2 separate regions of the Gossypium hirsutum genome follow, and region 2 is linked to region 1. The links are chromatin contacts, called in public Hi-C maps. All regions are on one chromosome and are shown on one strand. Each heading gives the region's core, a stretch centred on a gene start, on an enhancer-like site or on the middle of the called end of the contact. The rest is flanking DNA. Distances are from core to core; before and after follow the strand shown.

What was found. A called contact is a pair of places that touch in the nucleus more often than the background predicts.
Region 2: a Hi-C map of leaf shows a contact between it and region 1, with 1.8 times the contacts expected there. The contact joins the promoter of LOC107910093 here to the promoter of LOC107910078 in region 1. A contact is called at or near these places in 4 of 34 Hi-C or Micro-C datasets (all in leaf).

What each region holds. Positions count from the first base shown.
Region 1 is chrD06:57,813,380-57,820,491 of Gossypium_hirsutum_v2.1, reverse strand. It overlaps LOC107910078 (major latex allergen Hev b 5), which reads right to left and starts at 2,659. Exons shown (of 2, transcript XM_016837825.2): 1 at 2,429-2,659; 2 at 1,172-1,962. The coding sequence starts at 2,443. The coding sequence ends at 1,564. LOC107961932 (E3 ubiquitin-protein ligase UPL5) reads left to right here. Exons shown (of 4, transcript XM_041095947.1): 4 at 17-661. The coding sequence ends at 280.
Region 2 is chrD06:58,103,181-58,110,292 of Gossypium_hirsutum_v2.1, reverse strand. It overlaps LOC107910093 (ras-related protein RABA5a), which reads right to left and starts at 4,119. Exons shown (of 5, transcript XM_016837852.2): 1 at 3,468-4,119; 2 at 2,107-2,143; 3 at 1,728-1,892; 4 at 1,161-1,618; 5 at 164-888. The coding sequence starts at 1,500. The coding sequence ends at 554. It overlaps LOC107910092 (ACT domain-containing protein ACR11), which reads left to right. Exons shown (of 11, transcript XR_001687466.2): 11 at 1-331. LOC107910090 (a long non-coding RNA gene) reads left to right here and starts at 6,019. Exons shown (of 6, transcript XR_001687464.2): 1 at 6,019-6,192; 2 at 6,384-6,513; 3 at 6,611-6,690; 4 at 6,794-6,888.

The DNA of each region.
Region 1 (7,112 bases), core at 1,410-3,909:
TCCGATGATATTGCAGATTGTTAGGGAAATGTCAGCAGAGCAAAGAAAGGTACTTCTTTTCTTCTGGACCTCCTTGAAGCATCTTCCGGTTGAAGGCTTCCAAGGTTTGGCCTCTCAGCTTTATATTTATAAGTCCTCGGAGCCCCATGAGCGTCTTCCTTCTTCTCATACCTGCTTTTACCGGCTGTGCTTCCCACCATATACCTCCAGGGCCGAAATGCAAAAACGGCTTAATGTCGTTACTCAGGAACATGTTGGCTGCAGCTTTGGTACCTGGTAGTAAAACATGAATCACATTTGCATTTGGGGGTAAAAAGAAAGGGTTTTTGACACAGAAAAATTGGCACTCAGCTTGTATAGGTTATAGGATAATATCATCTGCCTAATCATTTAGACATATGTAAGAAGGTGAAGTAGTTAATTTGTGTTTTCCTTGATGAGGTGTCATTGCTTCTTCCCAATTTGTTTATATTTTTGGGTTCTCTCTCTAGTGGAACAACTGTTTGTATAGGTCTAGCATAGCATGAATAAGGCAGGGGGCAAGATGGAAGAATTGCTCTCTTCCCTGGACTTCTTTGGCATCAGCATTCATGTAATTACACAGTTGGGCAATGACATCTAGACTCACAGAACAGCCTCTAAATAGTGTTCTTTCTTTGCATGTCTCAGGTTTTATTTTTAATTGCACAATCTAACTTGTTTATTTGTGATGTTATATGGATCCATGAACGTAAAAATATGTTTGTGAATTTCGATTTGACAAATACGATCAAGATGACAATGGTAAACAAGTTTAAAAATTTGTTACTCCGAAAAGGGCCTCTTCATATCATGGTGAAAGTGTGGGAGAGGGGCCAGCATGGTGGCGACAGGGAACCATCAGCTAACTAGTCCTCAATCGCCACCATCTACCTAGCCGGGGTGCTTGGAGAGAAGAACTTGATAATTTTAACCAAAAAAAAAGATTGAAGAGATTTAAAATAAGAACACCGAGGAAAGAAGTAATACTAACTAGTCCTCAATCGCCACCATCTACCTAGCCGGGGTCCTTGGAGAGAAGAACTTGATAATTTTAACAAAAAAAAAGATTGAAGAGATTTAAAAAAAGAACACCGAGGAAAGAAGTAGTACTTGGAGACAGGGAGTGAAAAGAATTTAACGAGGCAAATGATTAAACAAAAAAATATATTTATTATGCAAATATGGAGATCACACCTCATCACACCAATATCAAACTCATCATATAGACTCTCTTGGGACCGAAAACCATACGTGCATGCATGCATGCATGCACATACACATACATACATACATACATCCATACCACTTCAAAATGGAAAACCCATAGTTTCTTCCATCGGCATGTTGACCCCTGGACCCAAAAGCAAGTTCAATACTAAATATCAAACCCCAAAGCAGAGAAACAACCATTAAAGAAAAAGAAAGCCCTCACCATCCCACATCCTACATAGTAATCATAAATAATAGTAGTATGACTCCGCCAACTATAGAAAAAAGAAGCTCCTTTAAGCATTTGCCACCTTACGTATGGTATTGGTCGCTCTATTTTTCAACTTTCTCAACAGGAATCTCATCAGCTTTTTCATCTCCCTTTTCCTCCTCAGCTGGTTTCTCCTCCACCGCGGGTTCCTCGGTCTCTACTTTGGCCTCCTCTGTAACTGTTTCTGTCTGCACCTCCGGGGTGTCATCCTTTACCTCCTCCGTTGCTTTCTCCGCTTCCTCAGCAGCCTTCGCTTCTTCTTCTACCACTTCTTTGGTATCGACTTCAGCCGGAGCTTCGGCTATGGAAACTTCGGTTTCCTCCGCAGCCGGAGCATCTGATGTTGTCTCCGGCTCAGCTTCCACAGGTGCGGCCGCTGGCTCCTCTTTTGGCGTCTCCTCAACCTTGGTTACCTCTGGTGTTGTCTCGTTCTCTGGCAATGTTGTTGCAGCTGATTGAACCTGGAAAAACCCGAAAATAATTCCCTTTATTCTTGGATCAAGTTCATAAATAAATAAATAATTAATTATTGAGATAATTGAAGCCAATGATCAACTGAACATATTAAATGTTGTTTTCAAGTTCAAACTATGACAGTTCATAATCAGTTGATCATCCATCATTTGTTTTTGTTCCATTACTGAACGTTAAGGGAAAAACATTGACGTTTAATACCACAAATACTGCAACAGCTATATAACTAAAGCTTAACATTGCAGATTCAGATCTAAACTTTCGGGTTTAAATCTTGTGGATTAGAGACAACTTTGTCTACTGTTAAGATATCCAACCCGACTCCATACATAACTATATTGCAGAGTGCAGGGTGGAATTATTGATGATCTATGATATAGGGTTCTATTAATGTTTAAAAGAAAAACAACAACATTATAAACCAAAAAAAAAACAGCATTACAGTTGGATTACCTCAACACTGGCCATTGGGGAAAATGGGAACTTGAAGAAAAGATTGAATGAAATACACAGAGATAAAGCAAGAGGTGAATGTACTGAGTGTAGTGAAAGAGATGATGAATGTGAGAGGTATATATAGAGGTGTAAAAGCTTGATTTTAAATTAAAGAAATGGAGATAGAGAGAGGCATTGGAAGAATCTTTGCAATTTGGCACCTCATGTCACTGACACTCAAACGACATTACACCGTTGTCTAGTTGTAAATTATTCTACTTTTATTTCTTCTTTTTCTTAATAAAGTTGGTATCTTTCATTATACAAGATTTGTTGGTATAAAAATTAACTGGAAATGAATTGGTAATGGCAAATGGTGGAGGCCCATTCCTCACATCAAACATCATATCTTAATTCTCTGTATACGTACACAACATACATATATATATTCATGTTACTTCTTTTACTTTAGTTTGTTCAATTGGGTCCTCCACCTGACCCCTCCATGAATACATATATAATGCAAATATTTATGGCTATAATTATGATTGTAAAAGTTGAATGTCGATAATGACAGTAAATCATAAAAAAAGAGAGTATAGACTATGTCTATTTATAGGTTTGTAAAATCATATTATAATAAAAGTCAAATAGAAGTAATGCAATAAGGTTAAAACACCTCATTCTAATCAAATATCAAATAGAGGAAGTAAACTCCTATACGAAAGTAAACTTCAGCACTCGGCCTTCGCCCTCTCGCAGATCCCCCTATCTTATTACTACTTGTATTTTATTTTAATAGGAATTTAGGTCACACAACTCTAACAATGATAAACCTATGCATGAAAAGGCTACATTTAGGTGTGTTTTTTCATAGATTCTAAATTAGTGAAAATCAAGGGGAAAAAATTATATTAATACCTTTAGGATGAAAATTTTTGTAATTAAACTTAACAAATAAATTGAAATTTTTATTAATTTTAATGATATTTAATTATTAACATACATATTACTTAATCTATTTATTTTTCTAATTAAAAAAGGAAGTTAATACATTTATCTCAAAATTAGTATATAATTAAATAAAAAATGATTTTTAAATATTTAATGTGTATTTGAATTATAATATAAATTAAATTTTAATTTTGACAGTATTTATTTATATAAATTTAAAATAAATTAATTTTTATATTATTTTAGTTAGAAACAATATTATATAATGGGTTAGTATTTAATACATTGGCCGTGTATTTTTTTTTATTTCACAAGTAACCTCGAAAAATTGTCACGTGTCTCTTTTTTATATATATATTTTTTAATATTTTGCTATATCTCTATAGGATATTTATCTACTCTCTAACCCTATTTATAAAGTCTAAAAACTTTAATATATTGATAAACATCATAGAGAATTGGGGTTTCATTGTTAGGACAGAATGTTTAAGTAAATTTAAGGTTTAGACAATGAAGTAAATGGTATTATTGTTTGAACTGGATCACATCAGTTGAATTGGGAACCAACTGAAGAATCGATGTAAAAAGTGTTTTTAAATGAGTTAGATCGAAAATTGATACAAATTGATTTAACTGATTAAAAAATCGATTGAACCAATTTTTTTTAAAAAAAATTAATAACTGAACTAATAGAACTGATGAATTAACTAATTCGACTAATGAACAAATTTAAAAAAAAAAACATTGATAAATGGTGTAGACGTGAGCAACCCGATCCCCACCCACATGAAAAGGCAACAACAACACAACAGGAGCCGAATGAGAGAGTGTAGGACGGTGTCAAAGCGGGGCCACACGTAACAACTGCCATCATTGTCACTCTCCGATTTGATATGAAAAATTTTGGCTGCCGTGTGGCTGGCTTTTCCACCCCCTCGATGATTTACCCCATTCCTCTTTGGGTCCCATGTTGCCTATGCTTCCCTAGTCGACCTATCCTCACACTTGCCACGCATCATCCCTTTCATCATGTTACCCTATAAATACACCCTTCATCTTACCCTTATACTTAGTGTAGTTGGTATCTAAGTTTTCAGCATTAGATTAATGATTGAATTAATTTCATCAATTGATTAAATAAATTTTAAAAATTCATAAATTTAAAGAAAAAATCGATTCAACCAATTTTTAACTCGATTGTAATGATTTATGGATTTAAAAAACATTGATCGGCATTGATGTTGCTTGTGAATAAATTGTTATAATTTTTAAGATTGTAAATTCGAATTAATTTAATCACTTAATGCTTTTTTTAGTAGGAGGATAAAAACATGGTGAGAGTCACAAAAATTTTCACTGTCTTGAACTCAATTTTATTTGAATATTGATCGTAAAAAAAATTCCCAACTCTAATCCGACTTGCGCTAAAATGTTACATATTTTTATAAGATTAAACAAAGGAAGTATTATGTCTTGACTTGAATGAAGTGGTGATTAAAACTCTAATTTAACACTTGTTTGATGTGGTTTCAAATTTTGTTACTTTCATTCCTTATCTCTAATATTATATAGATTATTTTACCATTACTAACTTCAAATGATTATTATTAAGAAAAAGTGATATTCCCTTTGAATAGAATTTCATTTTCATGTATAATTGTTATATACTAATGATCACCAACCCGAAACTTAGGTAAGATCCAGGTCGTCTACCCGCGACCCGACCAGGCCCCACCAGATGGATATGCGAGAGGCGTATAGTGAGGGGACAGCTAGGGGAGTTCGCGATATCAGCTCGCACGGGCAGAGGGGAGTTCGCGGTCCCAACTCGCATATACCAAAGGAGTTCGCATGTAGTGGACTGCAAGGCCTAAGAGGCGACCCAGAACGGTACACGTGTTCAACATGCCCGACGCCTACTCAGAATGTTAATACTATGAATAATGAGGTCAAGTCCATGAACAGTAGAGTCAAATCATGAATAATAATATATATAAATATCCGAATGTTCCCTTTAATGATATACACAGAAAATTATTCAACAATAATAATTTCAAGGTTTCAATATTGGACAAAAAAAATGATAAAGGAAGCATCGAGATGGGTTCATCGTCATGCAAACAATTAAATGGTTTGAAAATCTTTTACGATACAGTATTCAGAATTACTCTGTAAAGCCAAAAGGAACATGATCATGATTCTGATCTAAAGTTTTTTTAAGACAGTGTGGTGAGAGAGAGGAGGGTGCCCCAACTCAATTGGACCCACGACAGGGTTTGGGGTGTTTTACAAACTGGAACAGCCTACGTGCAATGTAATGTTGGATTTCGGACAACCTCATTCCAATCTGGATTCTAGTGTTTGGTTTGCATGTCACTCATTTATTGTTCATTATGATCAAGTTTGGTGTGGTATAGGGGTAGGCAAAACCCCCCATCACCTCCTCCATTCTTCATGCATGTATAATATAGAAAAACTTTAAAAAGATCAATTATTCTCGTATTGGATACATATTCGTCTCCAACATTCACATTTGAGTATGAGTAACATAAAATATAATTATTTTGCTTTAAATTTTTATGATGATTTTCTTATCATTTTCATGGCTCAAGGTTCCGAGATAAAAACAATTACAAATATTTTAATTCACTTTGATCTTATAAAACGAGATAAGGTGAATTAACTTTTTTCATTGATATATATGATTTTTTATACTTATAACCCCTCCTCAATCTTTAAATAAATACATTTCAGCACATTCGAACACATGTCCTCTTGCATTGACAATAACACCGATGTCAACCGAACTAAAACTCAATTGAGTTCGTTAAAATTTTTAGAGTTAAAGTAAAATTTCCTTGCTTTAATATATATATATAATTTTATAAATATTTTTATATTTCTATTACAATTTTTTAATTTTTTTTAAATTTTATAAACTTAAATATTTAGTTTAGTTTTCTAAAAGTTAATAATATATATAAGTAGGATGAGATTAAAATTAGAGCTGGATACTAAAATATTAAATAAAGTTAAAAGTGGAATGAAGTTAAGTAGTGGCGGAGTTAGAAAAAAATTATGGGATGGAATTAAATTGTATTTTTTATTATAGTAAAAGTGTAATTTTATCATTTTAATAGTCTATATTTTTATAGTTTTTAAAAGGTTAAATTAAATTTTTATCATTTTTGAGGTTAAAGTATAATTTTATCATTATTAATTTAAAATTTCATATATTATAAAAGGTATAAATTAAAATTTTATCATTTTAAGGAGACCATACACCGTGAATCTCTACTTAAATATATTTATTTTTTGAAAGTAAAAATTGAATTATAAAATTATGAATAATTTTTAGAGGTGAAGTGAAGGGATTCTTTATATTCTATGAGATTCTTAGTATGATTCAAACTATTGTCCCAATCCTGTGTGGCATTGAAAAAACATCATTTCCTTCGCCATCATTCATCAACATCATCATCATCCATGCTCATACCCAATGGCTGGCAGATAATGAAAACATGCTTTTCCCAATAGTTGCAACCCAAAAAAGAAAAAAGTTTTATCAGTCAAATTATATTCCCTCTCAAGGAAAAATAAATAATTTTTTAACGAAACTATCATGAACGTTTTTGTATTAAAAATTAAATTGTATTTTATTCTTTTTACTAAAAAAAATTTAAATTAATTGTCGTATATTGTCTTTTTGTTAAAATTTTTATCTATTTTGACTATTAAAAACCGATCA
Region 2 (7,112 bases), core at 2,870-5,369, 290 kb before region 1:
GAGGTATCTTTGGTCAACAAAACCGTGTCACTAACAACAACGAGCGCTCATTCGAGTGGTGGGGATACAAGTGTTTATACCACCTTCAACCGATGAGGTGCTTTTCATGGATAAAACCATGAGACCCAATGGACCGAAACAGATAATACCTTGCAAGAAGATATTCAGGGAAAAAGATATGGTTTATTACGTAAATCACTGTCTCATCATATTACATAACAGTAGAAAACAAAAGCCCTGCAGGAAAATGGGGGTAGAAAGAACAAGTGGAGGGGAAGTGGAAAGCAAGAAGGAAATATGTTTAACATTCGAAAATTTATAGTCATCTAAATTTGATTTTCTTTTCTTTAACCCCCTTCCAATCCCCCTCAAATTCATTTACATCTTCTAATTTCTATTCCATATGAGTCTCTTCTTCAGCCACCGTATATGATAAAAGCAAAGCATGAACGAGTAAAAACAAATGTTATTCAAACAAATGAAGACATGGAGAAGAAGAAATATCAGCAAATTCAGTGGAAACTTGATGGAAAATCGTTAAAATGGATAAGCATCAGGATGAACAGCAACCACCCGATTTGGGTGCCTCAGTAGCAGGTTCTTGGTTCTCATCCCCTTGTAAAACCACGGTCTTCCCATCCAATGGTGCGTCCTGCTTCTTGAGCTCATGAGACATCATAACTTTCCGGCTCAATATGTTGTAGATCTCTTTAACGACAGTCTGAAATGCAGCCGCTACATTCGAGGAATCAAGTGCAGAAGTCTCCATGAAAAATAAACCCTGTGCCTCTGCTAAGGCCTTCCCTTCGGCTGTGGATACTTCCCTGGCATCCCGGAGGTCCGACTTGTTGCCTACTAAAATGGTGACTACATTCATGTCTGAGTGAGCTGTTCAAAATGTCAAAGCACACAATTCAGTACTTAGCCAGCATGGGCTAAAAACAACAAATCTATAATAGTGGCTGGGCATGGAAAGGAAACACCACCTAGTTACAAAAATTTGCGACAATATGGCTCAACAGTCAGAAAACAAAATTTAACCCATTTTGGATTGGTGAGTTTCGGTAAAAAATTATAGAAACGAGATTCACGATGAGAGGGTTTGCGTATGCATTATAAGTATAATCAACAAAAGCACAAAAGTTAATCATGGTTCTTACTTTGAAGTTCATTTAACCATCTACCAATGCTATCGAAAGTCTGTCGTCTGCTGATGTCATACACAAGAAGAGCTCCAACTGCACCTCGGTAATATGCAGATGTAACGGCCCTGAAGCGCTCCTGACCAGCCGTATCCCAGATCTGTGCCTTAACTTCCTTCCCATTTATATCCAACTTCTGAGTTTGAAACTCTACTCCTATGGTTGACTTTGAATTTGGGTAGAATTCATTCCTAGCAAATCTTGCAAGTAAATTCGATTTCCCAACAGCTGAATCACCAACTAGTACGATCTTGAAAAGGTAATCCTCAGTTTTTTCTTCCTCTGAAACAAAAGCCATTTTACAACCTTCCTACGAGTGTCACTCTATATAACCATATCAACAATGAAAAGCACTCGGAATTAAGTTTCTTCTCTGGTACTCGAAGTTATCACCTAAGAAGCACCAACCTTGTATCCTGTTCAAGAACAGAAACGGGTTTACCGAAGAAAAGAATAAAGGCAAGCTGGAAAAGGAAGCTAAAATAGGAATAAAGAGTACAAATGTGTCATTCAGCAATTGCTTACATGAATAAAAATACCTTTCTTGTGAAGCAAATATTAGGTCAATTGAATAAAAAAGGAATAAACTCTACTCCACTTTCACCCTCCTGCAACATAGACAAATCTATCCTGAGCGCCCTACGCATGTAGTACTAATCACTTTCCTAGTGAATATGTACGTTATGGTTCCTGCAGTAACAAGAGGAGGGCCCTCATGTAAAACCAACCAAAGTACTAATCGTTACAGTACAGGGTAAAACAACTGTCTGTCTCCGACTAAAATATTCAAGACAAGTAAAATATTTATCAGAATTTGAAAAGCAAACAATTAAGTGAAACAAGTAATATGCAACTCATTAAAGTCTTTTAATTATATAGTTCCTTAGAAGGCAAGGAACAGTACCTTGATCTCTCCAACTTGCTAACACCTTGCCTCGCACCTGAAATCCCAGTTAAGCTCCTACTGCTTAGATTTTAGAAGCTCAAAACAAGGACATATTATAAATGCCAGATCATTCATGTGAAATATCCAAATAATCGATTGGAAATAAAAACACAACTCACCCAACAACCGTGACAGATTAATAGCTCACCTAAGATTCCTAATCCTATGTTTAGTCCTTGCCCTTAACCAGTAAAACATCACATCATTTTTGTATAAACTTTAAAAGTTAACAGATATAAGTGTCATTAGATAACAAAAAACTAGAGGCCAAATTTGGAAGCAAAGAACTGATAATTGATAAGATCTTTTGAACAGCAATTATAAAGCTATGAAATCAATCATAAGCAATAAATCATCTGCAAGGGCAATATAAGATGTTTGATTGAATAATATGCATCAACTATGCACTAGACCTTATAAGATAACATGTGATAGTTCAATCTTTTGAATATTACCACTGGACCATGGTACGGAAACAACATAGAACTTCATATATAAACAAGCCCTTGTGCTTTCACTTCTAAATGTAAGAATTCTTTTAAAAAGTTATTTTTTGTCTTATTCTTTGTTTTAATCATTAGAGATGCTGAAAAACTCAGTCTTTAAAAGGTTTCATATATTTTTCAATAGGAGTCATTTAAAGAGTTAAATTTAAGGATTGAAAACTTTTACTGCTATGTCAACAGCTCATAAAAATTCACTGAAACACAGAAACTCTGATTGTATGAACTAGAGAACTTTGAGCAGGAAGTAAGCTATAGATCCAAGTAAATCAATTTCAACATTCAAAGAAAAAAAAATATGCTCTTGATCATAAAGTAGAGCATCTGCATCTTGCAAAGAGAGATCAAATTATAGCATACTAGACTCAGTTTTGCATCAAAGAGACACCAGTAGAAACTAAATCACCAAGCAAACTGCCCTTTTATTTTATATTTTGCAATTGACTAAAAGGCTAGAACCAAGTTCATATATGGAACAGCCAGTTAACTCTTTCCATAAAAGAAGAAAAAAAACCTTAAAAGCACCGAACCATTATAACTAAGTCTAGAATATCCAAATGAATTAGAGCAGAAAAAATCGATTTTGATATGATCAAATCTTAAAAACCATGAATTTAAGCAAGGTATTGACAAAACAGAGATTAGCAAAAACATACAAAGTAATAGTTAGTAAGAAAAAAGAACAAAAATGTGATTGAGAAATGATCTAGAAACAAGCAAAATACAAAACCCAATTCGTAAATCTCATCAAATATTAATACAAAAAAAGGGACTTAAAAATCTAAAGAAAAAGAGATCGTGTTTGTTTACACTCACCAGCTATAAGAAGAATTTCAGGGGGCTCCCCTTACCCTTCTTCTTTTTTTCTCTACCAGGAATTACGATCAAATAAAAGAGTTAACAATGGATCTGATTATATGATAATGTCAATGGCTTAGAGATACAAATTCAAAGGATTTAAGGGTTAGGCTTTTCCAAGGAGGTGAGGGAGCCGAGTGCAGAGACGAGACAACCCCAGATTTGCATTTACTCTGGTTACTGGTTTAGCCACCCCTTAATTTCCTGGGCTTATTTTTTGGGCCTTATATTCCCCTTGGACTTCATCATAGATAAAAAAGGGTGTCTCTTTCCATATCTTGACAAAGAATTGGTTTTCAATGCGTATGAAAGTTGAAAACTTTAGTTGTGGAGAAACCATATGCAGAAAACTATAGTTGAAATGAAGCAGGAATGTTTGAGCACCTAGGGTAAAGACTAGAGAAGGATGTCCTTCCAGTACTACTAATAGTGATGGAAAGAGGAATGTATGTTGGTTTTGCTTTGAACTTCCCACATAAAAAGCCAGATTATGATATGGACTTATATGGCTGACTGATCATGTTCTTAAATGGTAGGGGCCATGGAAGACTAGAGCATAGCTAATATTTAGCCAACATTTATCATTTTGCAGGTGCCTTATCTACACAAAAGCTTAAGCTTTGTTTGGTTTTGTGTCATAAAATGCAGTTGACATTGCCAACCTTGTTCAGTAGATGGTTTCGGCGGTATTGCAGTTTGGTGATGCAGAAAGGACCCACCTCCCATACCCCATTACCACCTTTCATTTTGCCTAGGTGCACGAACTTACAGCTACTGCTGCTGCTGTAGCAGCTAAGGTGAAAACCTTGGCCGCTTCCTTGTGGTTAAATGTAATGTTTTGGCTCTCCAAAACTAACTGGACCACCTTCCATGGTTTTGACTTTTGTACACCAAAATCTGTGCCAAAGGATTTATTTCATCTATTGCATTCATTGTTTTTTGGTACTCATGGATCAGACATCAAATGAGATTGATAATAAGACTCGAACTTTAATTCTTTTCTAAAACGTTAATGAGTACTCAATCAACTGGAATAATCATATATTATCTGTATGTACTGTAGCACATTTTAACTATATGCCGACAAAACAAGAGTAGACATTGTTTGATTCGGTGACAGATATGAGGGTAAATAAAATAGATGGTCATAAATTTCTCCCTAACATTGAAAATGAAGGGGCAAGATCAAAAGTTGAGGGCGTGCTTGATCACACACACTTGGTAAATAGGTTGCCGACAGTTTGATAAGATATTACCTAGGATACCAACACTTTAGGTGCCCTGAGCTAGCACAATTCTATCAATCTTGGTTCTACTGGGCCTTTGTCAAATATAAAAATGTTCCAAGCAAACTCTCAACTTTACACTTCTGCCTACTGCACTGATCTTTTGATCATGTAATTCTGTGAAAAGCTTGGGCCTTTTGGTTTATGCTTACATATTAACAAAAAAAAAATCAAATCTTGCAAGATTACTGGTTTAATTAGATATTGAATTAAAAGCTTAATATAAGGTGAACACTGGTTCTGGTTGCCATGAAATGAGGAAAGACTTTGTTCTTTCCTATTCCGAACAGCTACATTTTGTTGATCTTAAGTTACAGTTACCTCAATTTCGACCACATAATTATGTCCATTCTTGTTTCCGTGGGTAGTCATGTTTCAAACTTGATCATAGAAATATGGATTATATTCAAGAAGCCTTTCACTTATATTCTTATTTGTTGTTTGTTGATGTCTTTATGTAGCAAGTTGGGTTGTTAAAGAGTTGTATGATAGGGTGATACTAAGAGGGTCGAAGCGACACTTTTTGATACTAAGGGCCAGTAGCAATGTTTTTAAAAAGTACTTTTAAAAAGTGTTATGGAAAAGTATTTTGAGAAGTATTTTTGATAAATTTAGTTTAAGATTTGAGTGTTTAGTATTGTTTTTAAAATGTCCATTTTAGATATGATATTATCAAATAACAAATATGCATTTAAATAATATTCAAATTAGTTAATATTATTATGTTTTAGTAAGAATATAAAAAATAATTTATTATGACTTATTATTAATTTTTTAATATATGAAATATAATTTTTAAATATTTTTAAGCAATAAATATTAATTATTTATAAAATTTAATTAGAATATATAAACTATATTTTAAATATGACCATTAAATATTTGTAATTAGATATTAACACATTTATATTATTTTAAAAAATACATTTTTATTTTTAATTAATGGTTTTAACAAAGAAAAAAAAAAGAAAGGGAAAATACTATGTTGTTGGAGGTGTGAAAAAGTAATTAAGCATTAAAAATGCTTTTGGGATAGAAAAAGTTAAAAATTTTAACTTTTCTATTTCAAAAGCTCAAAATTTCAATCAAAAATAACTTGTTTAATATAACTTTTTTTAAAAAAAATGTTTTTCAAGCCAAAAATACTTTTTTTAAGTATTACTAAACAAGTCATAACTCAATATTTTTATAAAAGGGAAAGCTAAATAGAAAGGTCAAACCTAAGGTAAACTCAGGGCTCCTTTAGTTTGTCATTGCATGCTAGTGAGGTGCAGTTGGGGGGGGGGGGGAATGGCAGCAACCTCACTAGTCAGCCTTTTGGTTCAACATGCCAGTCCGGTGAGAAGCAGCCTCCACCACGCTGGTCAGCCCCAAATCAACTGGCGATTTTTGGTCTGGTAAGAATTTAGCAACTTCAGTTGCTTTTTCTTTTCCTCTTTTACCCATATTATTTCTTTTGTTTCTTTTCCTCTTTTGTTTCTTCTGATGTTTGGTTACTGTTCTTCTCCTCTTTCCCCTTCCCCTTGGGTTGCAAATCAGTTTGGTCAAGGTGATGGTGGTGGGTTAACATGCATTTCTCCTTTTGCAGATTTCAACTATTGCTGGTGAATTGAGATACACCGATGCCATGAAACTGCAGAATCAGACTAGCTGGAGAGCCGCATTCACCTAGGGCTGCTCACGCTGCAGCCGCGGTTGGCACCATGGTTGTGTTTCAGGTCTGTAAAACAGCAGAATCATCACTAAAGATTGCTGCATTTATATCATTTTATGGTGTATTGGTTATTTTATTGGTTTATTTGTTTCATTGGCTAGGGTGGAATAGGACCAGCTGGTCATTCTACTGATGATCTTTACGTGCTTGATCTGACCAATGATAAGTTTAAATGGAATCGGTGAGTTCCAGTTCTTTGGTTTTCGGCTATTTCTCATCGCGAATTGCTGTTGTTTTGATATAATCTAATTATATTTCCAATTTGGCGGTTTATTTTTGGCTAGAGTTGTTGTGCAAGGGCAGGGACCTGGACCTCGCTATGGCCATGTTATGGATTTGGTTGCACTGAGATATCTTGTCACTGTAAGCGGCAATGATGGTATGAACATTTCACTTTCCAGCTTTATTTAATTTTGTTAAAAGTGACCTGAATGCATTGAAACAAGAAGTTTTGGATATTGGTCAACTTATTCATTTTGATGATCATTCTTCATTCTTCTACAGCAATATCCTTATGCTAGTAAATCCTTTGGAATGACTTATATATATTGCTTGTCTTATTATGTGGCAACTAAGATCAAAGCATTGTCAATTTGTGATTTT